7 separate regions of the Mus musculus genome follow, and all the other regions are linked to region 1. The links are chromatin contacts, called in public ChIA-PET, HiCAR-type and HiChIP or PLAC-seq maps. All regions are on one chromosome and are shown on one strand. Each heading gives the region's core, a stretch centred on a gene start, on an enhancer-like site or on the middle of the called end of the contact. The rest is flanking DNA. Distances are from core to core; before and after follow the strand shown. Region 1 holds the start of Cep112 (centrosomal protein 112). Region 2 overlaps Gm46298 (a long non-coding RNA gene). Region 3 overlaps Prkca (protein kinase C, alpha). Region 4 overlaps Prkca (protein kinase C, alpha). Region 5 overlaps Prkca (protein kinase C, alpha). Region 6 overlaps Prkca (protein kinase C, alpha). Region 7 overlaps Prkca (protein kinase C, alpha).

Evidence for each region. ChIA-PET counts read pairs in DNA pulled down with a chosen protein or histone mark. HiCAR-type assays count read pairs that join an accessible place to other places. HiChIP or PLAC-seq counts read pairs in DNA pulled down with a chosen protein or histone mark.
Region 2: an H3K4me3 HiChIP or PLAC-seq map of craniofacial prominence shows a contact between it and region 1, with 5 times the contacts expected there. The contact joins the enhancer-like site here to the promoter of Cep112 in region 1. A contact is called at or near these places in 3 of 39 promoter capture datasets (cranial neural crest, embryonic stem cells and trophoblast stem cells), 1 of 484 Hi-C or Micro-C datasets (embryonic stem cells), 8 of 115 datasets of contacts at active chromatin or transcription factors (craniofacial prominence, embryonic basal ganglia, embryonic midbrain and 2 more) and 1 of 9 other capture datasets (embryonic stem cells).
Region 3: a FOXA1 HiChIP or PLAC-seq map of pancreatic cancer cells shows a contact between it and region 1. The contact joins the enhancer-like site here to the promoter of Cep112 in region 1. A contact is called at or near these places in 16 of 39 promoter capture datasets (the C10 cell line, the HPC-7 cell line, HPC-7-derived erythroid cells and 10 more), 3 of 15 datasets of contacts at CTCF or cohesin (the NIH/3T3 cell line, embryonic stem cells and large pre-B cells), 13 of 484 Hi-C or Micro-C datasets (CD4 T cells, the CH12 cell line, Th1 cells and 7 more), 24 of 115 datasets of contacts at active chromatin or transcription factors (T-cell acute lymphoblastic leukemia, Th17 cells, astrocytes and 13 more) and 3 of 9 other capture datasets (adipose tissue, embryonic stem cells and macrophages).
Region 4: an RNA polymerase II ChIA-PET map of effector CD8 T cells shows a contact between it and region 1, with 8 read pairs. The contact joins the enhancer-like site here to the promoter of Cep112 in region 1. A contact is called at or near these places in 10 of 39 promoter capture datasets (the 3T3-L1 cell line, the C10 cell line, the SN4741 cell line and 5 more), 1 of 15 datasets of contacts at CTCF or cohesin (the NIH/3T3 cell line), 9 of 115 datasets of contacts at active chromatin or transcription factors (bone marrow-derived macrophages, effector CD8 T cells, embryonic forebrain and 5 more) and 1 of 9 other capture datasets (liver).
Region 5: a contact with region 1 is called in an H3K4me3 HiChIP or PLAC-seq map of stem cell-derived neural progenitor cells, with 19 read pairs. The contact joins the enhancer-like site here to the promoter of Cep112 in region 1. A contact is called at or near these places in 5 of 39 promoter capture datasets (the 3T3-L1 cell line, the C10 cell line, hematopoietic stem and progenitor cells and 2 more), 1 of 15 datasets of contacts at CTCF or cohesin (the NIH/3T3 cell line), 1 of 484 Hi-C or Micro-C datasets (bone marrow-derived macrophages), 7 of 115 datasets of contacts at active chromatin or transcription factors (bone marrow-derived macrophages, embryonic forebrain, embryonic stem cells and 4 more) and 2 of 9 other capture datasets (embryonic stem cells and liver).
Region 6: a contact with region 1 is called in an H3K27ac HiChIP or PLAC-seq map of trophoblast stem cells, with 10 times the contacts expected there. The contact joins the enhancer-like site here to the promoter of Cep112 in region 1. A contact is called at or near these places in 4 of 39 promoter capture datasets (hematopoietic stem and progenitor cells, hippocampal neurons, liver and 1 more), 2 of 15 datasets of contacts at CTCF or cohesin (the NIH/3T3 cell line and large pre-B cells), 6 of 115 datasets of contacts at active chromatin or transcription factors (astrocytes, embryonic stem cells, extraembryonic endoderm stem cells and 1 more) and 2 of 9 other capture datasets (adipose tissue and liver).
Region 7: a HiCAR-type map of astrocytes shows a contact between it and region 1, with 4 times the contacts expected there. The contact joins the enhancer-like site here to the promoter of Cep112 in region 1. A contact is called at or near these places in 8 of 39 promoter capture datasets (the 3T3-L1 cell line, cranial neural crest, frontonasal cranial neural crest and 4 more), 1 of 15 datasets of contacts at CTCF or cohesin (large pre-B cells), 22 of 484 Hi-C or Micro-C datasets (B cells, DN3 thymocytes, the HL-1 cell line and 16 more), 10 of 115 datasets of contacts at active chromatin or transcription factors (astrocytes, bone marrow-derived dendritic cells, bone marrow-derived macrophages and 5 more) and 3 of 9 other capture datasets (embryonic stem cells, liver and pancreatic islet).

What each region holds. Positions count from the first base shown.
Region 1 is chr11:108,423,598-108,426,926 of GRCm38.p6, reverse strand. Cep112 (centrosomal protein 112) reads right to left here and starts at 1,661. Exons shown (of 27, transcript NM_001373899.1): 1 at 1,576-1,661.
Region 2 is chr11:108,889,503-108,892,831 of GRCm38.p6, reverse strand. The region is part of intron 2 of Gm46298 (a long non-coding RNA gene); the gene reads left to right. Among named protein-coding and RNA genes, the nearest start is that of Gm46298, 20 kb to the left of the region's middle. Within about 2 kb of position 1,626, at least 103 of the 459 cell types and tissues checked have an H3K27ac peak or open chromatin away from gene starts, as enhancers often do. A contact at or near this core is called in craniofacial prominence and embryonic basal ganglia, where this site is marked.
Region 3 is chr11:107,990,979-107,994,307 of GRCm38.p6, reverse strand. The region is part of intron 8 of Prkca (protein kinase C, alpha); the gene reads left to right. Among named protein-coding and RNA genes, the nearest start is that of Mir7223, 4.2 kb to the left of the region's middle. Within about 2 kb of position 1,612, at least 29 of the 459 cell types and tissues checked have an H3K27ac peak or open chromatin away from gene starts, as enhancers often do. A contact at or near this core is called in T-cell acute lymphoblastic leukemia, Th17 cells, pancreatic cancer cells and 1 more, where this site is marked.
Region 4 is chr11:108,050,992-108,054,320 of GRCm38.p6, reverse strand. Prkca (protein kinase C, alpha) reads left to right here. Exons shown (of 17, transcript NM_011101.3): 5 at 218-346. Among named protein-coding and RNA genes, the nearest start is that of Mir7223, 56 kb to the right of the region's middle. Within about 2 kb of position 1,745, at least 4 of the 459 cell types and tissues checked have an H3K27ac peak or open chromatin away from gene starts, as enhancers often do. A contact at or near this core is called in effector CD8 T cells, where this site is marked.
Region 5 is chr11:108,078,485-108,081,813 of GRCm38.p6, reverse strand. The region is part of intron 3 of Prkca (protein kinase C, alpha); the gene reads left to right. Among named protein-coding and RNA genes, the nearest start is that of Gm51922, 32 kb to the left of the region's middle. Within about 2 kb of position 1,638, at least 10 of the 459 cell types and tissues checked have an H3K27ac peak or open chromatin away from gene starts, as enhancers often do. A contact at or near this core is called in stem cell-derived neural progenitor cells, where this site is marked.
Region 6 is chr11:108,100,096-108,103,424 of GRCm38.p6, reverse strand. The region is part of intron 3 of Prkca (protein kinase C, alpha); the gene reads left to right. Among named protein-coding and RNA genes, the nearest start is that of Gm51922, 11 kb to the left of the region's middle. Within about 2 kb of position 1,679, at least 50 of the 459 cell types and tissues checked have an H3K27ac peak or open chromatin away from gene starts, as enhancers often do. A contact at or near this core is called in trophoblast stem cells, where this site is marked.
Region 7 is chr11:108,134,161-108,137,489 of GRCm38.p6, reverse strand. The region is part of intron 3 of Prkca (protein kinase C, alpha); the gene reads left to right. Among named protein-coding and RNA genes, the nearest start is that of Gm51922, 23 kb to the right of the region's middle. Within about 2 kb of position 1,494, at least 42 of the 459 cell types and tissues checked have an H3K27ac peak or open chromatin away from gene starts, as enhancers often do. A contact at or near this core is called in astrocytes, cerebral cortex, cortical glia and 2 more, where this site is marked.

The DNA of each region.
Region 1 (3,329 bases), core at 412-2,911:
GCCTTTCACTGATACCGACTACAATGTGACTATTGCATATACAAAAGGAATAAAAAGGAATTCCTCAGAAGGAATAAAAGAAGTTGGGTGGCTCTCCTTTTAGTTATATTCTGTATTTATACTGCCTTTTATTTAACTCATTAGTCTCGCCTTTAAAAAAAATCCATTTCTTTGTGGACAGCTATGAAATATGAAATGGGCTAAGACCTTCTTAGGGTTCCTGGCTGCCACAGAAGTCAGCAAACCTCAAGCAAGCCAGCAATAGTAACATCCTTAAAAAGGAGAGACACACTTCATATGCAGAGCATGCCCCTCGCCAAGCGCAATCTATTCCTGAAAGTTGTGTAAATGCTTTTTGTTCCATCAGATTATATGTTGAGTATATTGTGAAGAATAACACAGAAGCCCTGAAACGCCAACAAATCAACAAGGGTTACCCGGGCACATTTGGGGGTTTTGGTTGTTTTGCCTTTTTTGAAGGAAGGGGGGACAGAAGCCTTCCCAGAAGACACTGGGCTGCCAGCTAAGCTTAATCAGGGAGCCCAGGTCCAAGTGAGAGACTCTCTTTAAAACAAGTTGGACAGTTCCTGAAAATATCTGAGGTCAAGACTATGAGTGTCATAACTGTATCCCGGCATGTCATCAAATGCACCTAACTTGACAGGAACAGTTCCCATTGTCCTTTACAGGCCTGAAGCTGGGGCTTAACAGTGTGCAGGACCTGACCCAAATCCAAGAGACAATCCTGGACCTGAATACTGCACAATTATCCTCCTCTCCGCTTTGCTGGGCATTGGAGAGGTGGTCGCTGTGTAATGAGGTTCACTGGCATTTTGATTGCCTTTTCTATCTTACTTTCATGTATCTTTAAATAGGAAATGCAAATCATAAAAATACCAGCATACTGATGGGGGGGGGGGTACTCAGGAGGCAGAGGCAGGTGGATCTCTGTGAATTCCACTCTGTCTCGAAGATGAAACAAAGGTCAGCGGTCCTATTTATTTGCTCTCTGGATCACTACACTCTATGTCCCCACAAAGGGCAAGGACTCCAGGCTGGGTCCCCAAAGGGCAGGGACTCCAGTCTGGGTCCTTGCAAGTTCACTGTTCATCAGGACTTTCTCGGAGTCGGCCTGCAGTCTGATTCTCCTCCTCTGACTGATCTGACAGCACCTAAGAACTGCAGCGGTCCGGTTCCTGGCGGTCACTTCCTCCGCCCGAGTGGGCACCGGGAGCGGCGCCTGTGTGGCCCACCCAGGCCCGGGCCGCTCTCCTACCTGCTCCAGGACACAGACCTCTTCTCACAACCGCAAGCCCCCTACCTCGGGGTTCTGGGTCCCGCCATGCCGCCTGCCCAAACTTTCCTGAGAACTTTTCCCTGGCCGTCGCTCGGCTGCTGACCCCGCCGGCGCGCGCGCCACACAGGCCGCAAGCGCGGGTCCCGGGCCTGCGGGCGACGCCCCTCCCCGGGCCAACCCGCACGCGCGGGGGCTCCATCCCGCGCAAAATTCCACTCAGAACCTGGGAGTAGGAGGCGGGTGGGGATTGTCGATGGGAGAAACAAGAGAGAGAGAACCTGGCGCCCCAACAAGCAAGCCGTCCACTCGGCCGCCGACGCCCAGCCGCCACAGCCAAACGGTTTCAAATCCTTGCGGGCCGTCCAGCAAACCGGGGGCGGGACTAGCAAACTCGCCTGTCCCGCCCCCTCGAGCTGCGGCTGGCATTCAACTCTGTTGCCATGGCGACGCTCCGGGTTAGGTCTGTCACTGCTCCTCAAGTCCGAGGGGGCGGGAATTTCCGCCCTTCGGGCAGTTCGCATGCTAAGGGCGGAGACTTCCCTCCTCACTGTTTCCCCACCCTCCGAGAAATGGCGCCAGCAAGCAGCTCCGTTGCTATGGTAACTGTCTAGTCTACTGCGCAGGCGCCGAGCTCGTGGTTTTAGCCCATCTCCCCAGAACGGTTAGTTTCCAGGCTTAATCTTCTGTGATCCCTGGACTATACAGTGGATGCTGCATCTTCCTGACTTCTTACTCAGTCGCTTGTGAGCACTTTAAAGATTGAGGAGAAAGAACAAGAAAAACTCAAAAGTGATGGAACTACTGGACAGTAATTGGCAGAAAAGCCTGTCGTTTGAACAGACATCACCGTTGAGTAAGTCCGAAGCATGAAAATTTACCCTTGTTAGTTCACACTCCAGAGGTGAATTATTCAAAACAACGAGCAGGATATTTACATTTGTTATTTAGAACCATCATAAGTCTGAAAACACTAACCCTGCAAGATCCTGAACTGAAATTTAAAAGCTTTCTGTTTAACACTCTGTACAGAATAGTACCATCAAGTAGGGGAGAAAATGTATTTTTGCGCTTCCCAGGAAGTCTGGTGGACCTCGGGCGGTCAACTTTGCTGTGTACTGGTGTTCTTTGATCTTTTACGTTTCTGGAAGCTCTGAACTGGATAATTTAAAATACCAACAGAAACAAAATTTAAATTGTAAAAAACACTCCCTTCAATGAAATGCAGTGTGCCGCTGCTTTTCACCTAAGTTCACAATAGAATCCCTCTGCAGAGTCTTTGCGATGCACTCAGTGTGGTGCCAAACCTCAATTGAAGCACAGCTTGAAGCATCTTTTCAAGTTTACATAAGGAAAGTAGAGGAGTCGCTTGTTTGCAATTAGCTGTTTTCAGCTTCCAGAAGAAGACTACGTTCTTTCAAGGTGCACTTTGGAATCCACCTCCCTGGAAGAGACAGCAATTGTTCATTATTTCAGAGGCAATTTGTACTACAGAAGAAAGAATGCTTTCAAGAATATTTGGTTTCCAAAAGCATTATTTGAGCACACTCGCAGCTGAGCGATTGTCCCACAATCCAGATCGTTGGTACTAAGAATCAGATTGTAAAACCCACGTATGCAGAAATGAGACGAGTCAGAGACCACTTGGAAGAGGTGCACTTACTGATCAAAGGATACAGACTTCCAAGTAGAAGAAAGAAATTCAAGAGGACTAAAGTCACCATTCAACGTGGTGACTATGGGCCATAACTATATTGTACATTTTGAAGGATGACTTTAAATCTATATTTATGGACAGAAAACTTAGCAGTGTACAATTAACCTAGTTCAGTGGCAAGTTCTTTTCCAGCTTGAAAATGGGAACCATAGGTCACCCAGTGGTGGCAGATCTCCTTGTACCTGGCTTTGTCATTGGTCCTGATAGCTTCTACCAGCTTATCTTTTGTCTCACGAGTTAATCTGGGTGCAGGCCACAGTGGTGCGTGCCTTGCTGTGGGCCAGCCACCCCAGCTTGGCCTTCTCTTTGATGCTGCTG
Region 2 (3,329 bases), core at 377-2,876, 470 kb before region 1:
GGAGAGAAAGTTAATGAAGCAAAAGACACAATTAAAGAATGGATTTAATTAGGGCTTTGATGTCTGACATGGTGCACGACACTTCAAGGGGGCAAGGGACTACAGTGATCACGCACCAGGAAATGGCTTGTTAAAATGATCTGTCCCCCCAAGAGGCTGTACGAGAAGGAGAAACTTTCATCCTGGCCTTTTCTACCAGAAGAAGTCAGGCTCACATGGAACCTAGCTAGCAGGAAAAACATCACCCCCTCCCCCGCCTCCAAAAATCTGGGTTCCCGGAGGCAGCGGCTGTTTCAGGATCATTATGCTGCCCGCTTCTCTGTTAAAAAAAAAAAAAAAAGAAGAAGGAGGAGGAGGAGGAGGAGGAGGAGGAGGAGGAGGAGGAGGAGGAGGAGGAGGAGAAGGAGAAGGAGAAGGAGAAGGAGAAGGAGAAGGAGAAGGAGAAGAAGAAGAAGAAGAAGAAGAAGAAGAAGAAGAAGAAGAAGAAGAAGAAGAAGAAGAAGAAGAAGAAGAAGAAGAAGGGTGAGGGGTGAGAGAAAAACGGTGTGCGCTCTAACTAACGTTGGAAATGTTTCATTTCTCCTCTTCACTTAATCCCATTTGGAATGCTTGTCTACACGGGGAAGATGAAAACGCCAGGGGAAGAGCCTTTCTTTTGCAGTTTTCCAGTGGCGTTAGAAGGTGCAAGGAGCCACCTCAGTAACGAGGCACAGCCCGCCCGGCTGCGGGTGCAGGAGCCTCTCCCAACCCGGACCCTGCACCCCGCACCCCCTTGCCGCACACACAGTACACGGCCGGCCGGCGGAGGGGCTGCCAAACTCACGTTTTGCCCTGTTACGACTCCCCCGATCCTCATTTAAAAAAAAAAAAAAGAAAGAAAGAATAAAATAAAAACTCTCTTTATTGTGCGCAACATCTGGAAAGCTCCCTTCTCCATCTGCTCTGGGCCCTGACAAAGTTTTTGACCACAAAGCCAAAGGCTCCTTCTGTAGTGTTGTCACAGAGCTGAGATGTCCAGCCCAGGAGACTTGGGAGGGGTGAGACAAACAGGACTAGCCAGGTCTGCTGGCTGTTGGAGCTGAGAACCCAGAGCGCCCCCCCCCCTTCACCGACCCCCTCCACCCCCGGGGTTCTGGGGCCTGGGATTTCTAGTGCTCTGTGGAAGAGGGCTCCTGTTCCCGGGACTTACTTGAAGCAGGGCCCTTAGTCTGCGCCGGGAAGGACAGACTGCTTTGAGACCTCAAGGCTGAGGCTTAGGATATCCGATTGGAAATGATCCTGTTGAGGTTTTGCTTCCAAATGGACCCAGTCTCGGGCTTTTATTTCTTATCCACACACTCAGCTGGCTAGCGCTCTGGCGAGGGGGGTGGGGTGAAGGCAGCGGGCTTGGAAAAGTAGAGAGGTTTATGTGAAAAGATCAAAATGTTTCTCATACTTTCTCCAAAGGCCCAGGGCTCTTTTTCTCCCAGGGACTGAACTTTTTCTCTGAGAGAGTAATCCTTGAAAGCCTCGGCCCTCATTTCTTTTAGGTCACTCCTCCATTTCTTGGATTTAAAGGAAGCAGAGGGGTCACAGATGTGGGCACGCCACTCAAAGTGAACCACGGGGTGCACCCATCCATAGGAGGATTGGAACAGAGACCGAGAGGGGCTTACCAGCTGAGAGACCCACGTGCTCAGTCCCAGCCAATGAGACGCCTTAGAAATGTAAACTGCTAAAACAACTGTTGGGGGATGGGATGGGGTGGGGGGGGGCAGGGGTGGGGTAGGTGGAGGGTGTCGCGGGTTGTGAAGATTTCCCACTCGATACAGAGATGCTCACGAATAATCTGTTAGGTCAAGGTGCTCACGAGTCTGGGATGTGTCTGCTCCCAATTAACGTGAAGGCTAACGGTTAGCTTAACAGAAAACAAACATCTTCGAATTAAGCGTAATTATTGCAGATCTATAAAAGCTGCTTTATAATATGATTTGTGTAGGCCTTGGAGGGAATTTGAGTTGGACCGGAGGGTTTCATTTGCTTTCCTGCCAAGAGTCCAAACGCTCAACGTCCTGCGTAGAAATGAAAAGATTTAAAAAGCACCTTAAGCCTAAATCGGCCCACACTGGGCATCGTCGTAATCTCTCTTCCCCGTGTGCTTTTCCACTTGAGAGCGCTTTTCTAATCTTCGCACACCGCCAAGGAAGAGGCTTGCGGGTGTTTCCAGTAGAAGGGGGGGGGGGGAACCATTATGGAGGGGCTGTTTTTTTTAAAGAGTCTGCAAATGCCCTGGGTTATTCTAAAACGCTTCTAAGAATGCGCTGCTGGTTTTTCCTCTCCACAGGAAGATAGGACACACAAAATATTTTTAATTATCGGTTCAGGAAGAGCTAACCCTGTCTTCTGGTGTGCAATTTATGCTGGACCTGGCTGGGTGGCAAGCTGTCTGGATGACCATGCAGTGGGCAAGCAGAGGCTGGGGACTCAGGGGTAGGGTGGGGCTTGACCCCTTTAGGGGTTGCGGACTTGGTGGGTTGAATGTCACTGACCATATTTTTTGGGGGGAATGCCTCCTTTACATCTCGGAGGGCTTGGTTTGTTTCTAGGATATATTTCTGCAGTTGGGAAAAGGGGATTTTAATCACTAGTTGGAGTTACACCTGAATTTACCAAGAGATTTTTTTTTCCCAGAAAGAGCTGCAGGCCAAAACCGAAATCTTACCTTAGAAACCAAGAAAAGGGCTTATCTTTCATGTTGCTTTCAGAGGCAAGCTTTGTGTGAGATGAGAGGAGTCGTCAGGGACAGGCTTCTACTCCGGGTGGCTTTGCTGCCGGGCTGTAACAGCCCAAGGCCAGGGACATTTTCTTAATAAGTTTTCACCAGTGCTTGGCCTCAAGCAGGAGTGGATGGACCCTGGATGGCACTCACAGGAAGCACTCACAGGATAGCTGTCTTGCCTGGCTGGGGCTGGCAGTTTTATCTATCAAGTGTAATCTGAGCCTACGCTCCACTCTGCCCCATACTGTCTGAAGGTAACTTTGCTTAGACAAGTCAGGTTCACCATGCCTAGATCTAATGGGCTGTAAGGGGAGAGAGATGACTCATGTCTTAGAGACACTGTGGATGTTGGGGGTGGGTGTTGGGGACATCTCTGGCCCACTGTGGCAAGCAGAGAATAGTTATTATTCTCCTGCTATTTCCCCTCTGAGAACTGAACGGGTCAGAATGGATTTCTGGAGCCTGTGACCTCCCTGAGAACAGCAACGGCTCACTTGGCTGCCTCAGTTCAAGCATGGCGTGAGGAAGACTAGGCACGAATGCATCCTTGTGATTATGGGCCATTAAAGAA
Region 3 (3,329 bases), core at 363-2,862, 430 kb after region 1:
GTTAGTGTGAAAAGAGTCTAAACATAATATGCCACAGCCATTCCCTAAGGTGGACATTGCATGAATTGGCTGTCAGCCCTGGGAGGTGAGGGGATTGGGGGGGGGGGGAGGCAGACTACATTTTCATGGGTGGAAACACCTAGAAAAGGTAACAATGGGATGTTCGTCAAAACAGGATCCTTTGGGGAATCCCAGGATCCTCCCATAGCAGCTGGGAAGGACTAAAGGCAAACAGCTTTCTAGGGAGCACTTACCAGGTGAGGCAGGCTAAGCTGCTTCTAGGAATGGCCAGGTCTACCCCAGAGGACTTGGAGGCAGTTAACTGTTGCTGGTGGGGGGAGGGGCACACCCTCCCTGAAGAGCTATTGGCAGTTAGTGGTAACTGGGGCTGGGGACGAGGGGCAGTTTTTTTTTTTTTTTTTTTTTTTTTTTTTTTTTTAAGACAGGGTTTCTCTGTATAGCCCTGGCTGTCCTGGAACTCACTCTGTAGACCAGGCTGCCCTCGAACTCAGAAATCCACCTGCCTCTGCCTCCCGAGTGCTGGGATTAAAGGCGTGCGCCACCACCGCCCGGCAGCAGTTACTCTTAAGGTGCCTGTGCTCCTGTTAACGCTAACAAAACTCAGTTCGTTCGCCAGAAAACGAAGGAAGGAAGAAGCAAAGGGGGTGGGGGGAGACTTGAAAGTGGAGTGGAAATTAGTGAGGGAGAAACAGGAATCCAGGGGACAGGAGGAAAACAGGAGATGATAAGGTGTGTGTTTTGGGGGGGCGGGGGGTGGGATCAACATACTCTGCATACATGTGTGAGGAAGAGATGAAGCAGGCTCGATAGGCATGCCATCCATCACTGGATGAGCCAAAGAACACGAAGGAAGAACAGATGGCCATAAAGAGAATAGCAATGTCTACTAGAAACAAACCAGGCTTGGTAGGAAAAAAAAAAACCACCAGGGAAAGCTCTAAATCGACCCCTGGGGCCACATTCCCCCACCTACCCACCCATGGGGTGTGACCTGGTTCCCATAGCATAGGGTTCCATCAGCTTCCTGTGGCTTCCTGGCTTCATTTTAACAGGGGCAACCACCTCATTGGCTACGACCATAAAAACAGTTCTCACTAAGGAAGTGGCTTTCTGTGTATCCCCCGTCCTTGTGCATCCTTGAGTTAAATGCCGCCTAGTCTGGCAACACAGCCTTATTGTCTTGTGCCACTTGGGGAATCAAACGTCACAGAAGAGACCGAACGATAATTTAATTCAGGTGTGTTGAGAAGTTTCCATTTTCTCTGTCCTGGTAAGTTAGCCAGGGACACAGGCATCCTATCAAGTCCAAGTGCAGGGCTGGGGGTGTAGCTCTTGGTAGAGTGTTAGCTAGCTTCTAAGCTTGGAGGCCCTGGGTTCAGTCTCCAGCACTGAAAAATAAAACCTATGAAACTGTAAGAGGTCCAGTGCAGCTGGAAATGAATGACTTGAGGATCCGTGCACCCCGGAAATGGACCCCAGCCACGGCCTGTCATCCTGACGCACAGCCACACACTCACTTGTCTGATCTCGTGCTGAAGCAGCCGAGCACTCTGTCTGCACCGCCAGAGCTAGTTACTGAACCTTCGCTATTGCTCCCAGGGTGGTATGCCACTGCAGAGATAAGAGTCTGGGCTTCAGAAACGAGGGAGGAGAGGAGCCTAGACATGTCACCCCGACTCCTCATCTGCAATGCGAACAGCCTTGTGTCTCTTGTCTCCAAACTCTTTCAGAGGTTAGACTGCTCTGTCATCCTCCTGTGGTTGGGGGACACCCAGCCTGGGGCCACCTGCAGTGCAGGGGGATCAGCTTCTGCAGCCAGTGGATCCAGAGCCCTGCACTGAGGACAATAGCATCCTTCTCTTCCTCCACAGCACTACCACAACCTTGTGAGGGGCTGGAGGGTGCAGATGGCTCTGGAGAGCATCTGCAAGGTTCACGCATCCCCATCCGCACTCGGGTGTCTTTGCTATAGGTAGGAAGACTCCCCAGAGACCCTTCCAGGGCTGGCGGGGCTGACTGTGGTTCTGAGGAGCATGAAGAGTACACTCCTGTCATCTGTTTGTGACTCCTGGCTTGGGAAGAAAACTCTTAGTCATCGGGTGTTAACAGTCACCCAGCCCCACCCCCTAGTCCCAGAGTGTAGCTGCAGTGTGCGTAAACAAAGAAAAGCATGCAGGCAGAAGGACATGGGTGACATAGGAGGTGACCTTCCCTAGGGGCAGCTGCTTGCTTTCTGTCAGGTAAACTTTTCTCTGGCTGCTGTAACCAAACCACGCAAGCCACAAGCCTTCCAGTGATCCATTGCTCACTGACTTAGAGGCTAGAGGCTTCAGGGTGAAGGCACAGACAGATTGGCATCTGGTTCATAGATGGCCCCTTGCTCCTGAGTCCTCGCCTACTGGAAAGCACAAGACCCTTTCACAAGGACACTCACCGATCCAGTTATGATGGTGGAGGCAGGCCTTGTGACTTCCCCACACCTTCATGTTAGGGGTTAGGGTTCCAACATGTGAATCTGGGGCATAAACATTCAGGCCATGTCACCTTCCCAGACTGTTCCTTCTGGTATGTCAGACATGGAGCCCACAAGCCTCATAAGGAAGCATGACTGAGAATACCTGTGAATGTGACCTAACACAAACTCATCATCTTACTTAAAACATTAAGACGTGTTCCTGTATGTGTGTGTGTGTGTGTGTGTGTGTGTGTGTGTGTGTGTGTGTGTAAATATTTTTAATTCCAATTGTAAGGCTCTAGAGCAGTGGCTCTCAACCTTCCTAATGCTTTGACCTTTAATACAGTCCCTCACATTGCGGTGAACCCAAACCATAAAATTATTTTGTTGCTATTTCATAACTTTAATTTTGCTACAGTTATGAATCATAATGTAAATCTAGTATGCAGGATATCTGATATGCGACCCCTGTGAAAGGGTCATTTGACACCCAAAGGACTCTCGGCCCTCAGGTTGAGAGCCGCGGCTCTAGAGGATGAACTTTGAGATGATGACATCATTTCCCAATATCAAAGGTAGACACACCTGAGTGAAGATGGTCTCAAAGCCAGATCGGAAAGAATGCTGCTAGATGTCCCAACCAACATATACACATGTCCTAAGAGAAGCCAACGCCTTTTGGAATCAGGGTGTCCTGACCCTTTAGTTGCACCTCCTTTCGATGATCTTCCCGTCTGTCCTCATACAATCGGCCATGCGCATCACCAGCCGTGCACATCCACAGTCGGCCATGCACATCACCAGCCGTGCCCATCCACACCTCCTGACTTGATTCTGCATCTACTAGGGAATC
Region 4 (3,329 bases), core at 496-2,995, 370 kb after region 1:
CTGAACAAATGTGAAATAGATATTTTAAGGGTATTGCCACTCAAAGGAGGAAGCCTGTGCTGGAAGGGACATCTGCTCACAGTTCATGTCACCAGAAACATTATAGCAAAGTGTCACATTAGGGAAGAATCGGCCCCACTTCTCAGACACCAAAACACGAAGGCAGCGATATGAGCCCATATGGCCAACCTTACCCCTTTGCTTTTTTGATTCACAGCCTGCGACATGAATGTTCACAAGCAGTGTGTGATCAATGTCCCTAGCCTCTGCGGAATGGATCACACAGAGAAGAGGGGGCGGATTTATCTGAAGGCTGAGGTCACTGATGAAAAGCTCCACGTCACGGGTAAGGCATGGTCCGGGAGAATCATTGTCGGGCAAAGGTCAAGGTGACGGCAAAGCACGTGAATCTGGGCTGGGTGACTTGGTGTCTGTCAAGGCATTTGCCGCTAATTAATACATCCTAGGAGCATACTCTGTACACAGGATTTCCAAATACTCAATTGTCATATAAAGTCTAAAGCAACATGCAGACCTGGGTGCTCTGACAATGGTCACCATTTGGTAAGACTAAAACGAGGCCAGGGGAGACAGATGGCTGGTGGGTCTACATGCTCAGTGGCCTTGGGTTGTTAGGACCTGAAAAATCTATGTTGGAGGTTGTGACAGCAGCTACTGATGTCTGCATATCCTTCCCCTCTGTTAAGGATGATGTCAGGAACTTCATATATGATATTTACCTCTCTATATACTTGACTGTTAGCTTCATTTCCCAGGAAAGACACAAGAAGATAGAGAATGTACAGCACTGCAGAATTATTAAGTGGGAAGACAGGAGAGCATTTGTATCCAAACCCTCATCCTCTAAGTGTCATGCCACATGCATCCTCAACAAATGGTCCAGCCATGGTGAAGATATCCTAGCCACGGGCTATAGCACTCCTTCCTGTATCTGTGTGAGCTCTGCCTGCTACAGCCTGAATTTTCTTCTAGTTTCTCCAGGTCCACTTCTAGTGCATCCACACTCTCATCAAAGTTACCCTGATATCTTGATTCCCCGGGACCTATCCTGTCTTTCACACGTCCCAGCCTCTCTGTGTCATGTCAGGGCCTTATGTTTACTAGTCAAGTGATTTACCATTGGGCTGAACCCCAACCCTCCACGTTGGTTTACTATTTAACTCTTGGAACAGTCTACACTATTTCTCCTGGGGTTCCTGGTGGAGTGCCTGTAAGCTTGGTCTTTGACAGTGTCTTTGCAGAATTTTATCAGATAGGGTTTTATATTTCCATTTGTATTTGTAGCTTTTAACTTTTATCGTTAAGTCCTGGAAAGACTGACTTTAATGGTGTTTGCCTATAAATATCATTATAAACAGTAGAATATGTAATAGAGATAAGAAAGTTCTATTTAAGAAAAGTAGGAAGTGGGACGATTTTAAAGAAAGCTTATTTTGGGAAACATGCTCAAAATTTAGAGAGTGTTGTTGTTTGATTTTCTTCCTTCCTTCCTTCCTTTCTTTGCTTTGTTCTTTCTTTCTCTCTTTCTTTTTTTGAAAAATAAGCACATTTTCTTCGCAGAACTGTCCTTTCAAATCAGAATGCAAGAAACTCAAAGAATTTTGAGGTGTTATTCTGGGTATTTTTGAGACTTTAGCTTTCAACTAGACTTCCTTTCTATGGGGCCAATGCTGTCACCAATGTCACCATTCTGCCTAGGAAAGAAGTGTGCCAAGAGTTGTGAGTTCCTGTGCTAACCACACTCTACTGCAAGATAACTCTTCTCTGATGAGGGTTGGCCAATGCACTGATCTATACGTCTGGTAATATGTTGTTAGGAGTCACTTATTGCTGTGTGTTGAGCAGAATAATTGCAGTGCATTTTCTCCTACATTGCCTCAGTTCTATATGGCCTCAGATTCTGGGTCTCATTGACAATGTCAGGTATGGTTCCATCTCACAGAGTGGGCATTAAACAAACAAACAAATAAATATGGAAAGAAAGAGAGAGACAAAGAAAGAAAAGAAAGAGAGGGAGGGAGAGAGGGAGGGAGGGAGGGAGGGAGGGAGGAAGGAAGGAAGGAAGGAAGGAAGGAAGGAAGGAAGGGCGAGCGAGCTTGGTTGCTCCCATGACATGACATTTGTGCCACTGTTACACTTAGGTGCATAGCTTCTTGCCAGGTGAGTTGTTGTAGCTTGCAGTGTTCACAGCTGGGTGGCACTAGTGATTGCTTTACTCCTCCAGTAGCACACACAGCACCTTCCAGCACTGTGCACACAAGCCAGCAAGGGCGACATGTCCAGTTGAGGTAGATTTCTTCATGTTCTATAACTCAAGTGTGTACTATCTTCAGCAATAGGGTCTTACCACCACGTCCTGAAGTGTAACTAAGAAACAGCTTGTGATACTTGGGCAGGGTTATGGGACCAATAACTCAAAAAGAGGTTTGGTAGCATATCATTTGTAGTTGAAGTTGTATGCCCCCATCACAGGGAAATTCCATTAAAACTCCTTTTATATACTTATATATTTTAGGAAGTTTCTACAGTAAGTTTTCCATGTGACTCTTTCAAAAGGCCAAAAGAGCTACTTTTTAAGTATTTCTGTGTCTCATTTAAACCTGTGAGTAAGATTATTTTGTGATCCTTGATTTATAAATGAAGAAATTGAGGCACAAAGAAACGAAATGGCCAGCTCCTGAAAATTGGAAGTTTGACTGAAAACTTTAATAGTACCAATAAAAGGCTTTAATAGTACCAATAAAATTGGGAATCTCTCTCTAAGATAGTTACTGGATATAGCTCAGTGGGAGATTCTTTGCTGAAAACTCATAAGGCTCCATAAAGCCAAAACAAAGTAAAATAAGATATAGTTCTTTATGTAAAGGAAACCCAACCCTAGATTTAGAAAGTAAACTCAAGAAAATAACTAAAAAGTGACAGTATCTTGAAAATTTGTCTTATTATTTTGGCAGTATTGGTAAGCAAACCTAGGGCCTTGCACGTACATACTAGACAAACACATTACCATAAAGCTGCATCAAATGTTCTTGGTGTTTTGAGATACGATCTCACTATATAGCCTGGGCTGGCCTTCAGCTCTCTATCTGCCTGCCTCTGCCTCCTAAGTGCTAGTATGAAGGATTGTGCCACCCCATCCAGCTAGGAGTTATTGGGCAGAGTCAAAGAGAAGACATCCAACTCACATTTTTGGCATTCCAAAGTATCAAGAGGAAATCCAAGCAAAGGAGCCCTTTTGTGGACAGGGGCTCTGTTTGTCCCTCTTGCTTGCTGGATGGTTCAGTTTGTCCTGAGGAAAGTTGTTGACG
Region 5 (3,329 bases), core at 389-2,888, 350 kb after region 1:
ATTTCTCCACATATATGCAAAGAATATTAGGAGCCTATTATGACTTCTCATTGTAATTTTAAGCTCGTGACTTAAAATCTTCAATACCAGCTGCTTATAATCTGGCACACAGGAGGAAGAAGCAAGCAAATCTCTGAGTTCAAGGCCAACCTTATCTTCAGAGTGAGTTCCAGGATGGCTAGAGCTATACAGAGAAACCCTGTCTTGAAAGGACAAAACAAACCAAAAAAGTAAAAAGCAAAGCAAAACAAAGAAAGAAACAAACAAAAACCTTTACTACCAGGGATACTTTGAGAAAGCTCCAGTGTCCTCAGAGACAACCAGCAATCATCAAGTCACAAGAAAGTGGAGTATTTGGAACATTCCTCATGGCATGTAATAAAATAATTGATGGCTGAGGTGATGCTGTATCCGAGAGGTGTTCCCTTCTGATTGCCATGCCTGCATTCTGCTGTTAGGCTGGTGCACAGAGTTTTGCTGAATATCTAAGAGAGATGCAAGTAAAGTGACTGTGCCCATCTTCCTCAGGCGTAAACATTTCTGCCTCCTGCTCCTTCCTTTTACTCATCCATCTGTCCATCTATCCATCTGTCCATCTATCCATCTGTCCATCTATCCATCTGTCTACCTGTCCATCTATCCATCTGTCCATCTGCCCATCTATCCATCTGTCTACCTGCCCATCTATCCATCTGTCCATCTGTCTATCTGTCCATCTGCCCATCTATCCATCTGCCCATCTATCCATCTGCCCATCTGTCCATCCGTCTATCTGCCAATCTATCCATCTGTCCATCTATCCATCTGTCTACCTGTCCATCTATCCATCTGTCTACCTGTCCATCTATCCATCTGTCTACCTGTCCATCTATCCATCTGTCCATTTGCCCATCTATCCATCCAGCATCCCTCTTCTTAGTTCTCCTACTCATTCCTAAGACCTTCAGATTTTCCCTAGGAAACTGGTTAAGGGGTGGCTAATCCACAGGATTACTCCCATTGGGTTATTAACCCCAACTACCACAGGCCCTTCGGTCATGAATGAGAAAGGAAGAGAAATGAAAAGAAAAAAAAAATCTGCCGTCCTGGAAATCAGCTCTTATAACCTCAGTTACTGTAGGGCCTCAGGTCAGGAAGTTATTGAGCAGAAAGGCAGAACTCATCACCCTTCAGAGTCCCCTGAACAGTTACATTATGGGACCCAAGCCCTGCTTACAAAAAGTAGCAGAGTGGAGTCTCTCCTCGCTCTCTCTCCTTCATCCGGCCAAACAAACTATACCAGATTGGCCTGAGATCCTGGCAGGCATCATGGGTTCCAAGTGCCTGTCGAACTGAGAAGCCCCAAAGCCAAGTGTCAGACAAAAGCATTAGGCGCTTTTAGCAGTGAGTGCAATCACTGGCTCTCTCTAAGCAGGGCTGTTGATTTTTTTTTGTCTTTTTTGTCTTTTTTGTCCATGGTAGGAAGTGACAGTTGGATGCCTGGCATTTTCACATGGCCTATTTTCCCTGTGGGAAGTTGTAAAAAAATATCCATTAAGGCTGATTTGTATATGCAACAGAAGGGCATAACATGCCCCTCAAATGAATATCATTATCTCCATCCATGAAGTGAGAGCCATGAGGGATGGCAGTGTCCTGCAAACTCCTCAGAGACTAGGCTCTTGGCAAAGCTCAAGTATGTTGAAACCAATCCCTTGTCTCTCCCCCACTTAATGTCTCAAGGCCAAAAACCCACTAGCAGATGTTTGAAGAGGTTCATTATTGTCTCTTCTAAGCCTCTGAGGGGGTGAGGAGAAGAGGCGGGATTACAAGTCTGGGGAAGATCCAGAGGACAGCTCTCTTTTGAGCTCTCTCTGCAGTCCAGTAATGCAAGAGATTGAATATGATGCTAGTGTTTGGTACTCAGTGGCCAGAATGAAGTCAAAGATACCACAGACCCATAAGCACTTGTTCTGTGGAGATCGACCCTCAGGCTTTCTACATGCAGCCATTCCTCAGTGTTCCATGTCACCCTGCTACCTGAACAGCAATAAGCCATCCACTTCTCTTCCTTCTAACAGTTAAGGCTAACAAGATGGGTAAGATCCACACTGCTGCCCTGACGCTCATTGGAAAACTGGTGCCTGTTTTCTTGAGATTATGAAATATCCCTTTTATTTGCCACAAAAATCCATTTAAAAAGAGGAAGCAGGGTTATCTTTGGTCAGAAAATGGCCGCTTCGCCTCCAGTCAGGCATAGAAGGGAAGCGAGCAAGGTAGAGCCAGTAACTGGATAATTAACTTTCTGTAAGTGCCTTATGGCTTTGTGTTGGCATTTGGTTGGCCAAAGCTATGTTTTGTGGCCATCTGAAGCTATAAGAGAATCTGGGAAGTATGTTTTGCCAGCTGGACCTGTTGTTATTCCTACAAATATTCTTAACAGGAAAAGCAAGAGGACCATCTTTTAATTAAAGGACCAGCAGTATCTGCTATGAAGGCTAAAAATGGTGTGGTGGGATTGTTTCTTCTTTTTTTAATTGTGTGTGTGTGTGTGGTGTGTGTGTGTGTGTTATGTGTGTGTGAGAGAGAGAGACAGAGAGATACACAGAGAGACAGAGAGAGATACACAGAGAGAGATACAGAGAGAGAGAATATGTGGTCTATGCATGTGTCTATGTAAGTGTATATGTGGTGTGTGTGTGTGTGTGTGTGTGTGTGTGTGTGTGCACGTGTGCATGTGCACACACACAAGGGCATATAACAGCTGGAGGCCAGTGGTCAACATTGAGCATCTTCCTCTATCACTCCCTTTACTGAGCCCAAAGTGCTCTGTTTTGGCTAGACCAGAAGCCCCAGCAATCCTCCTGTCTCCAGTCCCCCAGCACAGGAGGTTATAGAAGCATACCACTGTGCCTGCCTACTAAGTGGGCCTGGGGATCCGAACTTAGGTCCTCATGCTTGTGTAGAAAACCCCTCCCCCTGCCCCAGCCACCTCCCTAGCTCCAAATGGTGTGGTTCTAAGAAGTCAAACTGAGGACTGCTGTTCAGATGGCTCACTGTCAGAGGGCCTCAGGAAATGTATGCACGATGCTGTCTCTGAGGACCTGCAATTTCCGCCCCATCCTTTCCTTAATCACTTGGTGCATGTTTTGTGAGAGGGAATAGATCTATCTTTCAGCTAACAAAATAGCCTTGAGGCTCGGAACACATTTTATCATGGAACATCTGAAAATAACTCAGCTCTGAAGTACCATGATGAAGTTGACCTCTGGCAAGAGGGTAAAAATAAGGCTTTATCCATCATCAGCATGAGTTTGGCCGCTCTTTCAATGACTTAGTGCTAGTGTCCA
Region 6 (3,329 bases), core at 430-2,929, 320 kb after region 1:
ATGTACCTGGAAGGAGATGCTATGACATGCTTCAGGTCATATCATGGATCATAGCAGACAGGGCTGGAGCAAGGTAGCCTGACAGGTTGCCAGTCCTGGGTGATTAATAGCAGTTCCAGTCCCTGTGTGCTGTGGATCCAGGCTACCATGTGGTTACATTGTGGTTTGGTTTCTAAACTATCCACCACCAAAGGACAACAGTTCTGTTCACTTAATAAAGATGTATTTGCCTAGAATTCTAGTGTCTGACCCTAGGGTTTCATACGGATAAAGGCTTAGCTGTTGCACTAAAGAAATATCAGCTTGCAGTGGAAGGTTAGAGGGAGATTTGCTGTCTCTGCCATGGCAATCCTGTGTCATATACTTCCTGCAGACATCTGGGAACCCAGACTGTATCTCCATAGATACGCCATCACTTTCAAGGGTGCTGTTTCTGCCTGCATAGTTAGAACAGGATTCTCTATGTCTAGTTGGTAATGGGGAAGAACCATTCACTTCTCCATATTTGAAGTTAGAAGAACAACACCTTTGTGGGTTCACAGCCTATTTGCTCAAATCCAGTAACACAGCTACGTCTGACTGCACAGAAGGCTGGCACATGTCCCTCACTAGCTAGCAGACAGGAGTAGACACTTCAAGCTACAGTGTAGAGGAGTCCCTGTTACCCCATAAGGAAAGAGTGTCTCCTAGAAGACACCAAGTTTGTCATCAGAAAGGGAAGTTTTGTTTGTCTTTTTTTGACGGTCTCTCTTATAGCTCACACTAGCCTGGAACTCACTGTATGTCCAAGGCTAGCCTCAAACTCATGGCAGTCTCCTGCTTCAGCCTCTCAGATGCTGAGACATTGCGGGTATGAGCCAGCATACCATGCTCAAGAGTCTCTATATTGTTTTCCCTCACTCTCAGATTTGGGAGAGTAAAGCCCTACTTCTTGAACGGTGTTGCCCTTCGGTCTGCCTGACCAGATAGCCTCTGTATTTGGAGGACAGATGTCTGGGCAGACAGAGATGGTGTGGAAGGAACTCTGCCTGTGCTTGTGATTTCCCAGGGTTGGGTACAACGGCAAACTGTGAGTCTCTTCCTCCCACCCGTGGTATATTCCCCTTGGACATAGGCACAGATGTGGTTTGAAGATGAGCTGGAATCACCAACCTTGGCCGTGTCACCACATTACATTTGGTGCTATATCCTGGCACGTGGTTTTTGAAAGGAGTGCTCTGCTGACTGCACGGAGCTTGAACTTGCATTAACCTGCTCTCGGTGGTCCCCGTTGATGAGGCTCGGCCAAATGAACAAAGCCGTAGATTACTCTTCCAGATGGCTTCTTTATTTTTAGTTCGGTAAACCATTTCTAGAATCTCTTTATTCCTTCTCAGGAAAAAAAAAAAAAAAAAGAAAAAAAAAGATCTGAGTGACTCCAATCAAGGGTGACATCAGACCCTCCAGGAAAGACACTTTGCTTAGCATGTTATCACATGGCATGCTCACAGAAGTCACAGAAATTTTCTGTGACTGTGCAAGGCCTGCATTGTCATCTGGGCACACGTATGATTAGACAAGAGACTGCTTTCCCAGTTCCTGGCGGTTATGAATGGAAGTGGTGCCTGGTCCTTCTCCAGGGACGTCTGTGCAGCACTCGCTATACTTGCACAGCTGCAAAGACCAGGTGGAGTCACGAACCACAGGTGACTCACAGACCCACATTCCTCAACCAAGGTCCAAAATAGAAACTATGTAAACATTCTCCCTGGAGAGATAAGATCTTTGTTTCCTAAGGCAGCCATAGCAAGTTGCAATTTAGTGACAGGAAACAACAGAAAGAGGTCTGGTGGGCAGAAGTTCAAAGTCAGGGTGTTAGCTGGCTAGCCCTTCCATTCCCTGCTCTCCCCTGGTCTCCGCAGCTGCCTTTTATGTTCTTTGTTGTGGATTATTCCACCCTCTGCCTCTCTCTGTGGCTCTGATCGCACTCTGCTTCCTGGTATAAGGCCATCATTGGATGGATTTAAGAGCTACCCTAAATTCTAAATGAGCTCATCCCAGATCATCAACTTAATTGCATCTTCCAAGACCCTGTTTCCAAATCAGGTCGCCTTTGAAGATGCCAAGGATTCAGACTTGGGTGGGTCTAACCTTTAAGAAGAAATAATTCAACACTGTGATATCAGAGCAAACATGTATTAAAAAGCAAGCTAAGCCCATTGCCACCAAGCCCCATGTTGTGTCAACTGTAAGGACTTGTAGCACAGAGCTCTAGAAACGCATCACAGCTGGAGAGTCCCAGAAAGTTAGCTTTATGTCTTGCAGAGGTAGTTCTCATGCTAGGTGGCGCACGCCTTTAATCCCAACACTCAGGAATCAGAAGCAGGGGCATCTCTGTAATTTGAGGCCAGCTAGATCTACATAACAAGTTCCAGGTCAACTGGGGTACATAGTGAGATCCTGTGTGTAAAGTAATGTATGTATTCCCATGCAGAGAGAGAGACAGAGACAGATATAGTGAGGTACATAGATTGATTGATTGATTGATAGATTGATTATGGATTGCCTCTGGCCATGAGACAGGCCCATGTTGACACACAACTCCATTTGCTCAACTGTCGGTGAAACCAAGTCTCACACCTTGTCAGCCGCACTCCTTCATGTGTGCCCTCTTTTGCGTTCACGCAGTTAGTGTGGTGGATGCAGTGTCTATCGTTTATCTCTCTGGGCTTGATGAGTGCTACTGTGCTTCTCCTTGTGCGCCTTGTCAAACATTTTCTATTTCATGCCTTTGCTGTTTGTTGTTCCATTGAGCTTGATGAAAAGCAACATTTTAAAAGGCAAATTAGTACAGGACAGTTTGGAAAACTCAGAGCTGTAATTTTCTCTTGTGAGACTCAATGGATGTGTTTTCCTTCACTCTCCTGCCTGCAGGCCTCCACTCCTCTGCTCCACCTCATGCCTGGTGGCAGGAGGCCAGCCCCAAGTTTCAGTCCCCTCCAGAGAAACTGGTGTCTCTTTAACTGCATGATGCTAAGGGATGGTTTTTATTTCCCTATCTGCTCAAGTTTAGAAAACAAACCACACCAGCTATGTGTATGAAATCAAAGAAATTATAAAAACGTAACAATTCTTATCTAGGACCCTATGAAAACCAAACCTAAGAATAATAGGAATAGAAGGAAAAGACTCCCAGCTACAAGGCCCAGAAAATATTTCCAACAAAATCATAGAAGAAAATTTCCCCAACCTAAAGAAAGAGATGCATATATATATATATATATATATATATATATATATATATATATAAAGCCTACAGAACAACAAATAGATTTTCCAGAAAAGAAAAT
Region 7 (3,329 bases), core at 245-2,744, 290 kb after region 1:
ATGAGGGTCTGAGACTAGCCGTTGCCACGTGCTATCGCTTGAGTCACGGATGACAGAGGCCACACTGAGTGTAAAACATGAAGCATGGCAGAACAGAAAGGTCTGTGGGAAGGAGCAGCCTCATGTCCTGAGTAGTCACCTCAGCTTCTGGGTGGCTCAGCACAGCAACCCTTGGGATGAACCTGCTCTGTAATTAGTGTCTGAGGCTGATGTAGTGAAGGCTGGGCATATAGGTCCACTCGGGGCACAGTGCAGCAGGGATTGTGAGAAGAGAAAGCCCCAAGAACTCTGAGCGGGAGTCTCTCCATGACAGTGCCCTATATTTGGCATTTAAACAGGTGTAGTGCCTGTCCTCCAGGCTTGGGGGCCGCATTCCAGTTGATTCACATTCTTGTATCTGTCTCAGCTTCTGCCATGGGACATGGGAGATCTGAGTAGAGGAATCTGTGACTCAGAGATGGTCAGAGAGAGGCTGAGCCATAGAAGCCCTCTAGCATCTTATCTTGGAACAACAACAACAACAACAACAACAGACTCAGAGAGTTACAGGCTCATACAAAGACACATAGCATGCCTGAACAGCTGGGCTTGGGAGAAGCCTGCCACGTTTACAGAGAGTTTTGAGTGATACTTTCATAGGTCTTCATTAAATCCTGTAGGGTCCAAGTTTTAAAAATCCTTTCAGAATCAATGTATTTAAGGATTAAGCCCATCAAAACCCCAGGACTATTTCAAGTAAACAGCTTACAAGTGGAATCTCAATGTCGCCCAGATAATTTCCTTTGTATGTGCACTGTGGTAATTGGGCTCCTGTCTCTCCAGTGAAAAGCCAAACAGTTTCAGATCTAATGAGTCCTGGCCACTAGGGCAGATAGATTTCGGAATTCTCTATTTATAGCATCTTCCAGTGTCACTTGCACCTTTTCTTTAATCAGCACTGAGCTGTCATGCAGCCCACAGGAGCCTTGAGCATACAGATGAGCAAGCTGGGGTGTCTGTGCCAACAATTCGGGGTGCAGGTTGGAGCTGAAGGCTTAGTGTGGGATGTTGGCTTCTCTGCAGAAACAATGCTTTCTCCAGACCAACATTGGATCAAGCCTTAGAAATTGTTGAGTGCACTTGGCAGAATTGAATGATCTCTCTCTCTCTCTCTCTCTCTCTCTCTCTGTCCCTCCCTCCCTCCCTCCCTTCCTCCCTCCCTCCCTCCCTTCCTCCCTCCCTCCCTCCTTCCCTCTCTTGACCTGCAGAAGTTTTGACATTCTGTGTGCCAGGGAGAGTTAAAATGATCCAGACAGGGCTGCAAAAACCCCGTCCAGGAGGATTTCGCTGAGCTCAGAGATCAGGAAAACAAGCAAGGAAGAATGTGGTTTAAAATGGAAAATAGGAATTAAAACAGAGGCCAATCCTGACGGATCCTAAAGCCTAGTCCACTTAGGAAAGCAAGAGTGTTTTTCAAGCCTGCCACCAGCGTGTTAGTGAGAAGGGGTAGGTTACATGTGAGCTTTGCTGAGTTGGGAGGCAGAGCAGTCAGACAGGAAAGGCTCTGGACCAGGACTCTGTGGTCTTGAGTTGGCTGCAAGCCACTGAGTCTCCCAGAGCCTCAATTGCCTTACCTGTTAGCTGGGAACAATAGCAGTCTGTCTCTGAGTGCTGATGTGATGAGTGGATCAAAGGAGATGAGGCACGAAGACAGAAGTTTGTAAGCCAGGCACTTCATTCAGAGATGTGTTTCTTCCCAAATTTGAAGGCCACTCTACACATTCAGATAACCTGGAGTCTTAGAGATGTTACCAGCCTCTCCTAGGACATTTTTCATTCATTATTCTGAATTTTGCAAAGCCCTTGCTTGTCATTTAGCTGGGCAAGCCCTGCTGCAGTCTCAGTCCTCACCAGTGGGGGGTGCCGACCTGAATGGAGTAGAGATCACCAGGTGGCCCAGGTCAGTTGCCTTGATTAGGTCTGTGTGTCCTCCCTCTCTGCTTACTTCTCTCCCCCTCCCCAGGTTTTTCCTGGAATTTTTCCTTTTAATGTCAACTCAGCTGCAGCCTGCTGGGGTTTGGTGAACAAATGACTGTCTGAGATTCAGAGGAACTATTGTTCACAAAACATACCATTTTGCATGATTTTTTAATTCTGTTACATTAAACTGACACGATCAATCTGGTGGGGAGGGAGCAGGGTAGATGCTCAGGGAAGAGCATCTTCATGTTCATCTTAATTCAGTCAAGATTAGTGAGAGACCGTGTGGTTAGGAACTGAACAGGAATTGAAGTACAGAACTCAGCAGACACACAGGGTATCTTAATGCATGTAGACTGTCATCCTCTGTGTCCTAGTGTGGAACTGACAGGGTGGGGGTTCAGCACTGCTTTAAGTCAACAGGCAGAGTCACTTTTGACCCTTAAAGCTGGGTTAGCCCACTTCTGATGTGTGTGTGTGTGTGTGTGTGTGTGTATGTGTGTGTATATGTGTGTGTGTATGTGTGTGCTATGTGTGTGTCTGTTGCATGTCTGTGTATATGTGTGTGCCATGTGTGTGTCTGTTGCATGTCTGTGTGTCTGTATGTGTATGTGTGTGTTGTGTGTGTCTGTGTGTGTCTGTGTGTGTCTGTGTGTATGTGTGTGTATGTGTGTGTGTCTGTGTGTCTGTATGTGTATGTGTGTGTTGTGTGTGTCTGTGTATATGTGTGTGTATGTGTGTGTGTCTGTGTGTATGTGTGTGTGTCTGTGTATCTGTGTATCTGTGTGTGTTGTGTGTGTTTGAGACAGAGACTTACTCTGGATTCAAACTGCCTTAGTCTTCCAGTGCTGACCATTCAGGAATATGCCACCATGCCTGGCTAGCCCCACATTTCAATGGTGTCGCCTAAAATGACTGTCCCCTAGTCTAAGCAGAATGTCTTTGCCTTGTGATTTTGAGTGTGTCATTCATACTAAGGGGCAGTGCCTCTTAAAAGGAAGATGCAGGAGTATGGGGGCTTTCCAGGGTTACGGAAAGCCCTGAGCTTAAACTCCAGCACAAAAGGAGAAAGAGGAGGAGAAAAAGAATGTGAAATTCCACCTCCAAGTCTGAAAGAGGGGAAAGGAGAAACCCAAGAGATACTCTGCTGACAGCAGACAAAAGGTAGGAGCAAGCCAGGTGGCCACAGACAAGTAAATGGACAAACAAAATGAGGTCTGCTCATGCAGAGAAGTCTCACCCAGACATTAATTCTGGCACATGGATCAAGAAAGTTGACTCAGTGGATTAGAGTGTTTGCAGCTGTACCCACATAAAAACACTGTCATGCGCACTTAAGTATCTGTAAACCCAGTGATGTGCAGAAGTAG